2 separate regions of the Mus musculus genome follow, and region 1 is linked to region 2. The links are chromatin contacts, called in public promoter capture Hi-C maps. All regions are on one chromosome and are shown on one strand. The core of a region is the stretch at or near the end of the contact, and the rest is flanking DNA. Distances in the headings are between cores, read along the strand shown. Region 1 overlaps Fam189a1 (family with sequence similarity 189, member A1). Region 2 holds the start of Nsmce3 (NSE3 homolog, SMC5-SMC6 complex component).

Evidence for each region. Promoter capture Hi-C pulls out the DNA fragments that hold promoters and counts their contacts.
Region 1: a contact with region 2 is called in a promoter capture Hi-C map of hippocampal neurons, with 2.6 times the contacts expected there. The contact joins the enhancer-like site here to the promoter of Nsmce3 in region 2. A contact is called at or near these places in 2 of 39 promoter capture datasets (epiblast stem cells and hippocampal neurons), 1 of 484 Hi-C or Micro-C datasets (the C2C12 cell line) and 4 of 115 datasets of contacts at active chromatin or transcription factors (embryonic forebrain, embryonic stem cells, forebrain and 1 more).

The regions. Positions count from the first base shown.
Region 1 is chr7:65,093,395-65,098,475 of GRCm38.p6, reverse strand. The region is part of intron 1 of Fam189a1 (family with sequence similarity 189, member A1); the gene reads left to right. Among named protein-coding and RNA genes, the nearest start is that of Gm32963, 49 kb to the right of the region's middle. Within about 2 kb of position 2,760, at least 33 of the 459 cell types and tissues checked have an H3K27ac peak or open chromatin away from gene starts, as enhancers often do. A contact at or near this core is called in forebrain, hippocampal neurons and neural progenitor cells, where this site is marked.
Region 2 is chr7:64,870,537-64,875,334 of GRCm38.p6, reverse strand. Nsmce3 (NSE3 homolog, SMC5-SMC6 complex component) reads left to right here and starts at 2,295. Exons shown (of 1, transcript NM_023239.5): 1 at 2,295-3,653. The coding sequence starts at 2,417. The coding sequence ends at 3,256. All of the region lies in intron 2 of Fam189a1 (family with sequence similarity 189, member A1), which reads left to right.

The sequences.
Region 1 (5,081 bases), core at 1,511-4,010, 220 kb before region 2:
GTGATTTTTATTCTTAATGTCTCAGATAAAGCCAGAATGGTTATTCAGTGTATAGGCTGTAGGTTAGCCGTTTAAAAAGCTACTCATTTTAAGGGTGGGCTTGAGTCCCCTTTGAGTTGGCTTGGAGGGGAGTTCCTGGCTACTGTGAGTGTGGAGGGTCTGAGAGAGATTGGTGGTGGTATGCCTTGTTTGAGAATATCAAGAGAGGGGTGCTGCCTTTGCATATGTGGGCGTGTTCCCTGACTTGTTGACGTGACTTGGTCCTGTTGCAGCATAGAGCTTTTTTGGTTCTCCTGTGGAAAGGGGACTCCTCTTGTCTTGCAGTAGTGTGAACATGGGTTTGGAAAGCCTAGCTTAGTCTGAAGTTCCTCTTATCCACGCAGTGTCCCCGCCCTCTCCGCGTATCCGCTGTCCCTGCCGTCCCTGTGGACCCTCTCTTCCTTGTTGTCCCTGCATGAGATTCTCTTTAGGCACCTTCTCTTCTCATCAGGCCATCCTGTGAGGATCCCAGACGCTTTCCTCTGTATCACGAGTTTGCACTTCCTTCTGTGTGGATTTTTCTTCTGCGACGGTGGTATTTTTAGTCTGCGCGGCACGCCTCCTTATCTTGCCTAGTTCTGTGCATGAGGCCCCATTCTGTACCTTCTGAGCATAAGCTTCTATGTGTTCAGGCGCTTGATTCAGGATGTCTGTGCCTGCCTACAGCCCACCAGGATGGCAGCCCAGAAAGGCCTTCAGATCAATTTAGGAGATATTTTCTCCTTACTGTCCACAGGGCTTCACTTGCCTTCCATGTCTGCAGGTATCCTGATGATTGGTACAGTACCCAGCTCATGCCCCAGTATTACCCCCAATCCCCTGCCCTGGTCTTTCCACAGCATCCTTTCTGAGAGCTCAAGCATGTTCCCAAATGGGAAACTCTAGAAATAACCAATTCATCAGCTCAAAGTTGCTTTTAAGGACTATGTTGTTACAATGATTAGTTTTATCATTGCTGCTGTTACTATTTTGTAACTGGTTTATCAATCAAACCCACACTAGGTATAGGAAGCCTCATCTGTACATGGTGAAGCCATCTGTGGTTTCAGGTATCTGCAGACCTCCCTGGAGCTCAGTCCTGCTCTGACTTCTACTCCTTGTCACCATGGGCTTTGAGTTGGAATAACTTCTGTTACAGTGAAGAGCGATCAGTTCTCATCCTGGAGCATCCAAGGAATTCAGGAAGGTGCGAAGAATGCAGGATGCAGTGAAGTACCAGGTGCTGCTGATGCAGGAGTATATTCTGATATAGATGCAAACAGAGAACATGTGCCTAAGAGGTAGGTAGGTAGGAGTGTGTGTGTGTGCGCGTGTATATGTGTGTGCGTGCATGTGTGTGTGTGGTTTACTTTAAGGATAGTTACTCAGCTAGAAATTTATTTTATTGTCACAAAAAGAATGTAAGTATATTTAACACATCACTAGAGAAGTTTTTTTTTTTTTAATTTAAAATTAAAAAGACTTTGAAACCCATGTTTAAACATCTTATTCTCTGAAGCTCACTGATATTCAGGGGCTGTTCCCTCTGATAAAATTTCTTTCCCCTAGCATGTCAGCGTGACTTGGATCTTTTATCACAAGAGGCTTTTTTTGGTGGGGTCTGACTTGATGACAACAATGACTGTTCATCCTGCCCCAAGTTGATTGGTCTCATAACTTGTCTTCTGTCAAACTGAAAGATCTGCTTGTGTGTTGTGGGTATTAGTCTTGTCTGCCCTCTCCTGTACCCCACTGTATGAAGGTGAGGCTTTCTGTCTCCTTTGTTCCCTGCTCTCCCTTGTGTCTAGAACACTGTCTAGAGGGCTTGTGAATGGTCGGTGAAGATCACAGTGCCTTAAACAACATCTAAAAAGCTTAAGAGACCAAATCCCACGCATCTAGTGAGAACATACCCATATTACGATATAGGTTCATAAACTAGAAGGGAACATATTCCTTTAGTCCGTCTGGCCATGAAATCAAAATGGAAGTTATCAATGTTACCGTTTTCTCTCCTCATTTGTCAGTGCAACATTTGTAAACAGCTTGGAAGACAAAAGCGCAGAGTCGGAAGCAGAGGGTATTGGACTTACTACTGTGCCGCCCTGGGCTTCTGCTCAGTGGCGGGCATACCTGAGTCATGGTGGGCATACCTGAGTCGTGGTACTAGCTCTCCACATCAAGGTAGAGAAGGATTGGGCTGGGGGGAGAGAGAAGGGGACGGGGAGGAGAAGGCTTCCCTTTTGAGTGACCTCCTCCTTAAGCATACTGTTTCAAGATAAACTTTGCATTGGAGTGTCCAGTCATCTAATCACTCTTCGAAATTCAAGCTCCTAGGCAGGAGGTCTTGTAGCACGGTCCATTTTGACAGGCAGCTCTACTTCATGATTGGTCAGTCACACATAGGCCCCTCCCCACAACAGAGAGCCTCTTCAGACTCAGGGCAGGTTTCTACAGATGCTCTCAGGGATGAAATGAGAGCCCCTCGGAGATGCCAGCAAGGCCTCCAGAGCCAAGTAAGGGAACATTTGTGTCACTGTTAGCATACGGTGTTTTGTTTGCCACCAGAGAAGCTTGTGCTGGCTCCTCTCCTCCCCCCAGTCTTCCTGCTATGATTAATTTTATCCTGTGTGTGTGTTGGCAAAGACAGGATTCCTTTGCTCTAGTTGGAGTGACAGGCCACGTGGTCTCATCTCCCAGTTGCTCTCTGAGCCCTGGTGCCTGGGCATGCATAGCAGTGTGTCAGATGCAGTCCTTTGTGAACTCAGCTGTCCCCTTTCCAAGCTGCTGCCCTGGGGACCGTCTCCACATACACCATGTCCCATCACCCCTGCAGAGTGACTCAGGCTTGTCTCGGCTGCTTCCCAGGAGTCCATTGGACTCTGATATAGAGTGTGTTCTTTGGAATTGGCCATCTCAGTGATGGGATTTCTTTTCTCTTGAACTTAAACCATAGATGGCAAGGATGTGGGGAAAGGGGAGCCCTTATTCACTGCTGTTGGGAATGCCAGCTTGCACACCCTAGCAGTAAGGTGGAACTTGGACCCACATCAACTACTGCAGTCACCATGGAAATTGGTGTGGAGGATCCTCAGAAAGCTAGACATAGATCTACTGTCTGGACTGTTTGGTTTGTCAACTTGACACAAGTCTGCATAGATCTGGGAAGAGAGAATCTTTTTTTAAATTAATCTTCTCATACAATATATTTTGATGTTTTCCTCCCCTCCAGACCCTCCCAGCTCCTCCACCCCTCTACCCAGCCAACTTTACATTATTTTCTTTCTCTCTTTCCAAAACAGGCAAGCAAACAAGCAATCAAGCAAGCAAGCAAAGCCAAAATGAAAGCCAAGAAACACACATACACACAAAACAAAACAGAAAGTCCACAAAGGTACTCATAGGCCCTAGGAAGGAAACCTGTTACTGTGTTTTCACTACATGGATGTAGCATCACATTGCTCTCTGAATACTTATGCTCATGCGTTGGTCCATCTTGTCTGTGCCGCTCCCTCCCCCGTGCCAGAGAAGTTTCCTTAGCAGAGACTCACAGCTGGTCACATGCTGAAAATAGCTGATCTTGAGATATGCAGGCCTCAATAGGACATCCACATCGCTCCCCCCCCCCCATGCTCCCACCCTGAGGTTCAGAGACCATTGTGGAAGAACAGGCAGAAAGATTGTAAGAGCCATTGGCAGTTGATGGCTGCTGGGGGGAAGGAAATTATCTTTCTTTAGCAATGTGGGCCCTGGTAGGTTGCCCATGCTCTGGTAGATGGCCCTGCACTCACACACATACACATACACACACAAACACACACACATACACACACACACACACACACACACACACATACACAAACACACACAAACATGCACACACACAAACACACATACACACGCACAAACACACACACACGCGCACAAACACACACAAACGCACACACAGAGAGCGCTAACTAGATTCAGTGAGTTTAAAAAAAAAGGACATAAATTTGGAAGGAACATGTGTTGGGGCTCTGGAAGAAGCTGGAGGGGTGATGTGATAGAATACTTTGTATATTGGTATGAAACTCTCAGAGAATAAATAGATTTAAAATAAATAGATTTTGTGCACGTTTTGTTAAATTTCTTATAAATGGCCCTTCTTTCCCAGAAAGTTACGGTATTGTTAGCATTGGAGTGTCTCGCTTCTACTGGAGATCTGTGCTCCTAATTCAGGATGTCTGCTGACCTATCCTGGCTCCTTGCCTTGTCTGGCTCAAGGTTTGTCCCTCAGTTAGGGTTGTTGAATGTTTGAGTAGCTTGTGCTATGATGAAGTCTTTCTCACTGAAACCAACTTGATCACTGTCTATAAAGTTATTCCTTTCTTTAGAGTAGCAGTTCTCAACCTTCCTAATGCTGCCACCCATTAATACAGCTCCTCGTGTTGTGGTAACCCCCAACCATAGAATGAATTTGTTGGCACTTCATAACTATAATTTTGCCATTGCTATGAATTATAATGTAAGTAGCTGAGGTGCAAGATATCTGATTTGTGACCCTTGTGGGGCAGCGACACATAGGTTGAGAACTTTTGCTTTAGAGCAAATTTTGGTGCACACGTGTTTCAAGAGGAGTGCTTTAATAACCTTCAGGCAGAAGCAACCCAAGTATCTATGAACACGAGAGCAATAAACAAAATGTGACACGCATGTACTGTGGAATGCTGTCCATGAGACAAAAAAGGAAAGAGGTTCTGGCTCAGCTTGCAGCATGATGAACCTGGAGGGCGTTTTGTGGAGTCCAGTCAGTCATCAGAGGGGTGCATCATATGTGATTCTACTTCAGTGAGGCACCAGGAGAAGTCAGACTCACTGAGACAGGGAAGAACAGTGTGGGTAGGGTTCCAGAGAAGGAGTGAGAGGGGTGTTATTTAATAAATATAGAGATGAGAAAGTTTGGGAGATCTGTTGTGTAACAAACTGCATGCACTTAACATTTCATTTCTGCACACTTAAAAATAGTTAGGCTGGAAATTTTCATGCTGTGCATTCTTACTATTTAAAAACTAGCCAAGACC
Region 2 (4,798 bases), core at 1,046-3,545:
AATAACATCATTCTGTGCCTGTGTTTTCTCGTCTGCATCCTGGATGGCATGGAGAAAGGTGTTTTGAGATTTAAAACTGTATCCTTCTTCCTGTGTTTTGAGTCATGATCATCTGCTGTCTGTGTGGGGGGTGCTGCTAAAAGATGCTGTGGTTTCTAGTCTTGGGTGCTAGCCTAGCTTCTGGAGTCGCATGGTTCTCTGTGAAGAAATTAACACAGAAAATACTGAAACGCAGCCTGATGGCTGACAGCAGCTCTCATCTTATTTTCCTTTTCTCTCTTATCTCTTGGCTGCTGAAATTGTTTGGCTCAAGGCACAACTGATCCTTCTGGAGGGACCTTTTTGCAGATTTTTTAGATCGCAGGAGGCTTTGATGAACTTAAATACAGAATTCAGTATGCAGGGAAACTGAAGCAGATGAATGGAAGAGTGTCATGATGCTGTGTTTTATTTAGTTGGTCTCGGTCCATTTTGTGTTGCTGTAAAATAATGCACAGAGTGAGTAAACTGGAAATAGGAGAATTGTCCTCCACTCGTGACTCTGAAGGGTGGGAGGACTAGGGGCCAGGTACCACATCTGTGGAGCATCACTGTGTCGTGAGAGGTTTAGAGAGTACAATGGCAAAATTGATTTAATCTTAACTCATTACAGAGAACATGGCATTCATTCACTCATGAGGACAAAGCCCTCTTCAGTGGGGGGATTACATTTCCAACATGCAAGCTTTAAAGGACACATTCAAACTGTTGCAGCCTCTGCCATTGCGACCAACCTTTGATGATGTCTTCGTAGACCCTGTATGGAATAGAAAGTTACTGCTCAAAGCTCACTAGATTTCAGAACACTTGAATCACAACATGGGGTGGGATTTTATATTAGCATTGCAGGTCCCATTATCAGAGTGCATTTTCATATTGAATTATAAACAAAAATTTTATGCTGCTTACATTTAATGAAATTTTAATAAGGCCATGTTTTGGTGTTATTATTCAAATAATGTGATCTGAATTGCTTTCCTCTGAATATATTTGCATTAAGGAGGAAATCAATTTGAGTTCGTTCTCTGAATAGTTTACCTATTTTCTTGGTAGCTTTAAAAAAGAGAGAGGAAAACTCAGTTCCGTTGTCAGTAAATGGAGAAGAAACCCATTTGCTGAGATCCACAGCAGTAATAGCAACAGACTGCTGATGGTTTGAGTTAATGAAATGACTCATTTTGTCTATTAGAGTTGCACAATTTAAACCATCTACAAGCCACACACACCACAAATTATAAAGGATGATAGCTCTTCTCTTTCTTATTGAGATTTTAAAGCTTATATATTAAGAGAGAGAATTAAGAAATTCACATTATTGCTACTCCCAATCATTGGTAACCTAAATTAAATGGTAATCTCTGGAGAGAGCAAGTGCCTCTGGGGTTAGCATTCCTCTAACATGTTTCTGCTAAAATTGTGGATGTGGGTCCGCGGCAGTTTTCCCAAACATGTCTTCCAAAAGGTCAGTCCACATTACCAAACTAAGTCACGTTATTGGCAGTGCTTACGTGGTTTCTCATGGTCATCTAACTGAAATTCAATGAAGAGAATGTGAACCTGAAAATTGCAGAAGTCTTGCTTTTAAGAATAACTTCCCTTACAGACTCAAGGGATTGTACAGAAATTAACTGGCCAGGTGGGAATGAACTCTGCCAAGGACAGATACCGGGACAGGGTCCCCTAGTCTGTCATGTCCCGCATTTGGTGCACAAGTCAACACTTTTTTTTATTTGGGGGGGGGGGGGGGTTCGAAACAGGTTTTTTCTGTGTAGCCCTAGCTGCACCGGAACTCACTCTGTAGACCAGGCTGGCCTCGAACCCAGAGACCTGCCTGCCGCTGCCTCCCAAGTGCTGGGAGTAAAGGCGTGCGCCACCACTGCCCGGTAACTCTTTTTTTTTTTTTCTTGACTTTCCAGATCTTTTCCTCCTCTCCCTTTATTTTCCCACCCGCACACATTTATCCTTTGTGTTCCATAGACAAACTTTGTAGCTTAAAAACTAACCAAAAACTATTAGACGTGTCTAAACAGGTGTGCCCTAGAACTCAACCGCACACTTGCCGAGAAGTTTTGGTTCTTGTTTTCTATTTATATGAGCTCATAAACACCATTCAATTCTCATTAAAACTGGGGATAAAGCCCAGGAGGAGCTGCTGCCAGCGCCGAGGCCCTCCGCATGCGCAGTAGCTATGAAGAGTCCCCGCCCCCGCAGGCTGGCTCCCAGTCGTATCGCTCCGCCTCCCGGACGCAGCGCGCCGGCGACGTGACGTCACGCGCGCGCCGCAGCTTCTCTCCCAGCCTCTGGGGCGCGCTCGCTCGGCGGAGTCTTCTGGCGGTTGCTGCTCCCGATCGCGGCCTGCTCTCCGCCGACCGGGGACATGTTGCAGAAGCCGAGGGGCCGCGGTCGGCCCAGCACGCAGGCTGACCCGGAGCGGGACTGGGGAGGCGCTGGCGAGGAAGGACCCAGCACGTCCCGCGCCGCGGGCGGCTCCTCCCAGGGCTCCCGCGCTTCCCTGTCGGCCCCGACCGTGGGGCCGCGCACTCAGAAGCAGCTGGAGCTGAAGGTGGCCGAGCTGGTGCAGTTCCTGCTGATCAAGGACCAGAAGAAGATCCCGATCAAGCGGACGGACATCCTGAAGCACGTGGTGGGCGACTACCGGGACGTGTACCCCAACCTTCTGAAGCTGGCCGCCGAGCGCCTGCAATACGTGTTCGGGTACAAGCTGGTGGAGCTGGAGCCCAAGAGCCACAGCTACATCCTCATCAACATGCTGGAGCCGGTGGAGGCGGATGCGGAGATGAGGGGCGATCAGGGTACCCCCATCTCGGGCCTGCTTATGATAGTCCTGGGGCTTATCTTCATGAAAGGCAACACCATCACCGAGACTGAGGTCTGGGACTTCCTGCGACGGCTCGGAGTGTACCCCACTAAGAAACACTTAATTTTTGGCGACCCAAAGAAACTCATTACCGAAGACTTTGTGCGGCAGCGCTACTTGGAGTACCGGAGGATACCCCACACCGATCCTGTGGACTATGAATTACAGTGGGGCCCGCGAACCAACCTGGAAACCAGCAAGATGAAAGTTCTTAAGTTTGTGGCCAAAGTCCATAACCAGGACCCCAAAGACTGGCCCACACAATACTGCGAGGCTTTGGCAGATGAGGAGAGTAGGGCTAGACCTGCAACTGCTAGTGCCCCAGCCACATCCTCTTGAACTCTTTGAGTTATGGTCTGAGGGACTCTGGAGATCCAGTATAAAAGAACAGGGGGAATGGGGGTCGGAGGAAGCTTGATTCTGCTACGCATAAAGGCCTTGGAGCGTTAGGATGTGTTGCAGGGTTTTTTGTTTGATTTTTTTATTATTATTATTATGGTTTGGAGCTTTAAATTTTCATTTAATTGTCTTTTTGTTTATAAAGAGTTTTCTAACTTTCTAAACCTAAATGAAATTGTATGATGCCAAACATATTCAAGAAGGAACACTTTGGTAAATTGCTTTGATGTTCTAGACGATAAAGAAACAGGGTAGCTATTATCTTAATGACTAGTTCCTGGGGAAAAATAAAAGTCTTTTTAAAATTGAAAATAAAATTGTTTTAGCTTCTTGTCAACACAGCTTTAAATATACATATTCTGTTGGGTGTGAGCACTTGTGGTCCCACGAAATCTATGTGATGTGTTTTCTAGCATTTTTATATTCATAATCATAATTCTGTTGTCCTATGGGTTCTACTTAAGATTCTTTTCTAGTATAACAAATACTATACTTTTGAGTCAGTTCACCATTATTATTATTATTGTTTCCCTGTTAGAAATTGCGGCTAAAAAGGAAATGTCATGATTCCAGACTTTTTTTTTTTTTCCATGATAAGCTAAGTCAATGGTGTTGCAGAAGTGTGTGAATGTGTATTAGAGCAAGTTGTAAAAATCGTTAGGTCTCCGGTTTATAAAACAGTGTCGTGTCGTATCGATTAACCAGGCCTGATTGGGAACCACACTGCCCAAGTGCAGATCCTGTTCCACCAGAAGAATTTAGCTTGTGTATCTGTAGAATCAAGTGTGCCCTTAAGGTGAATAAATAGGAAACGAGATAAAGCTGAGCAAAGCCCTGGTGTGGAAGAATAGTTCTTTAGAAGAACTCAGGGTGATGTCTGGTGCGGACAGACCAGTGTGAACAAGGCTACCACAAGATGAGGGGCACTTTATGTTGCTATAGGTGAGTCAGGAAACAAGTTCACAGATTCCTTGGAGTTCTTCATAGTATCTGGCCAAACACTGGGCACAGGCAGTAAGTACTGTTGTTCTGAGAAGAGTTGCAAGTTCGTCATCAGAAGAACAAACAGGGTGGCAGTGAGGACAGGTGACTTTAATCAGCCCTGAACTAGAGGCCAACTAGAGGAGTCTGTGGTAGCTACGAGGTCTGAAGGGACGAGAGGGGCTACTGACTGTTGGCTTGTGTTGCAGTAGTGTCCTAGGATGCTTTCTCCAGCTGTGACATACCATGACCACAGGCAGCTTGGAAGGTAAGGGTTTTATTTCAGTTGTAGTCCATCACTGAGGAATCCTGGAGGCTGGAAATAAAGTAGAGGCTATGAAGGAACACTGCTAACTGGCTTGCCCAGCCTGCTTAAACAGCTCAGGACCACTTGCCCCAGGGATAGCATTATCTACAGTGAACTGGGCCCTCCCACATCAAAAATCGATCAAGAAAGTGTTCCACCTGGTGGAAGCATGTTCTCAATTGAGGGTCTTTCTT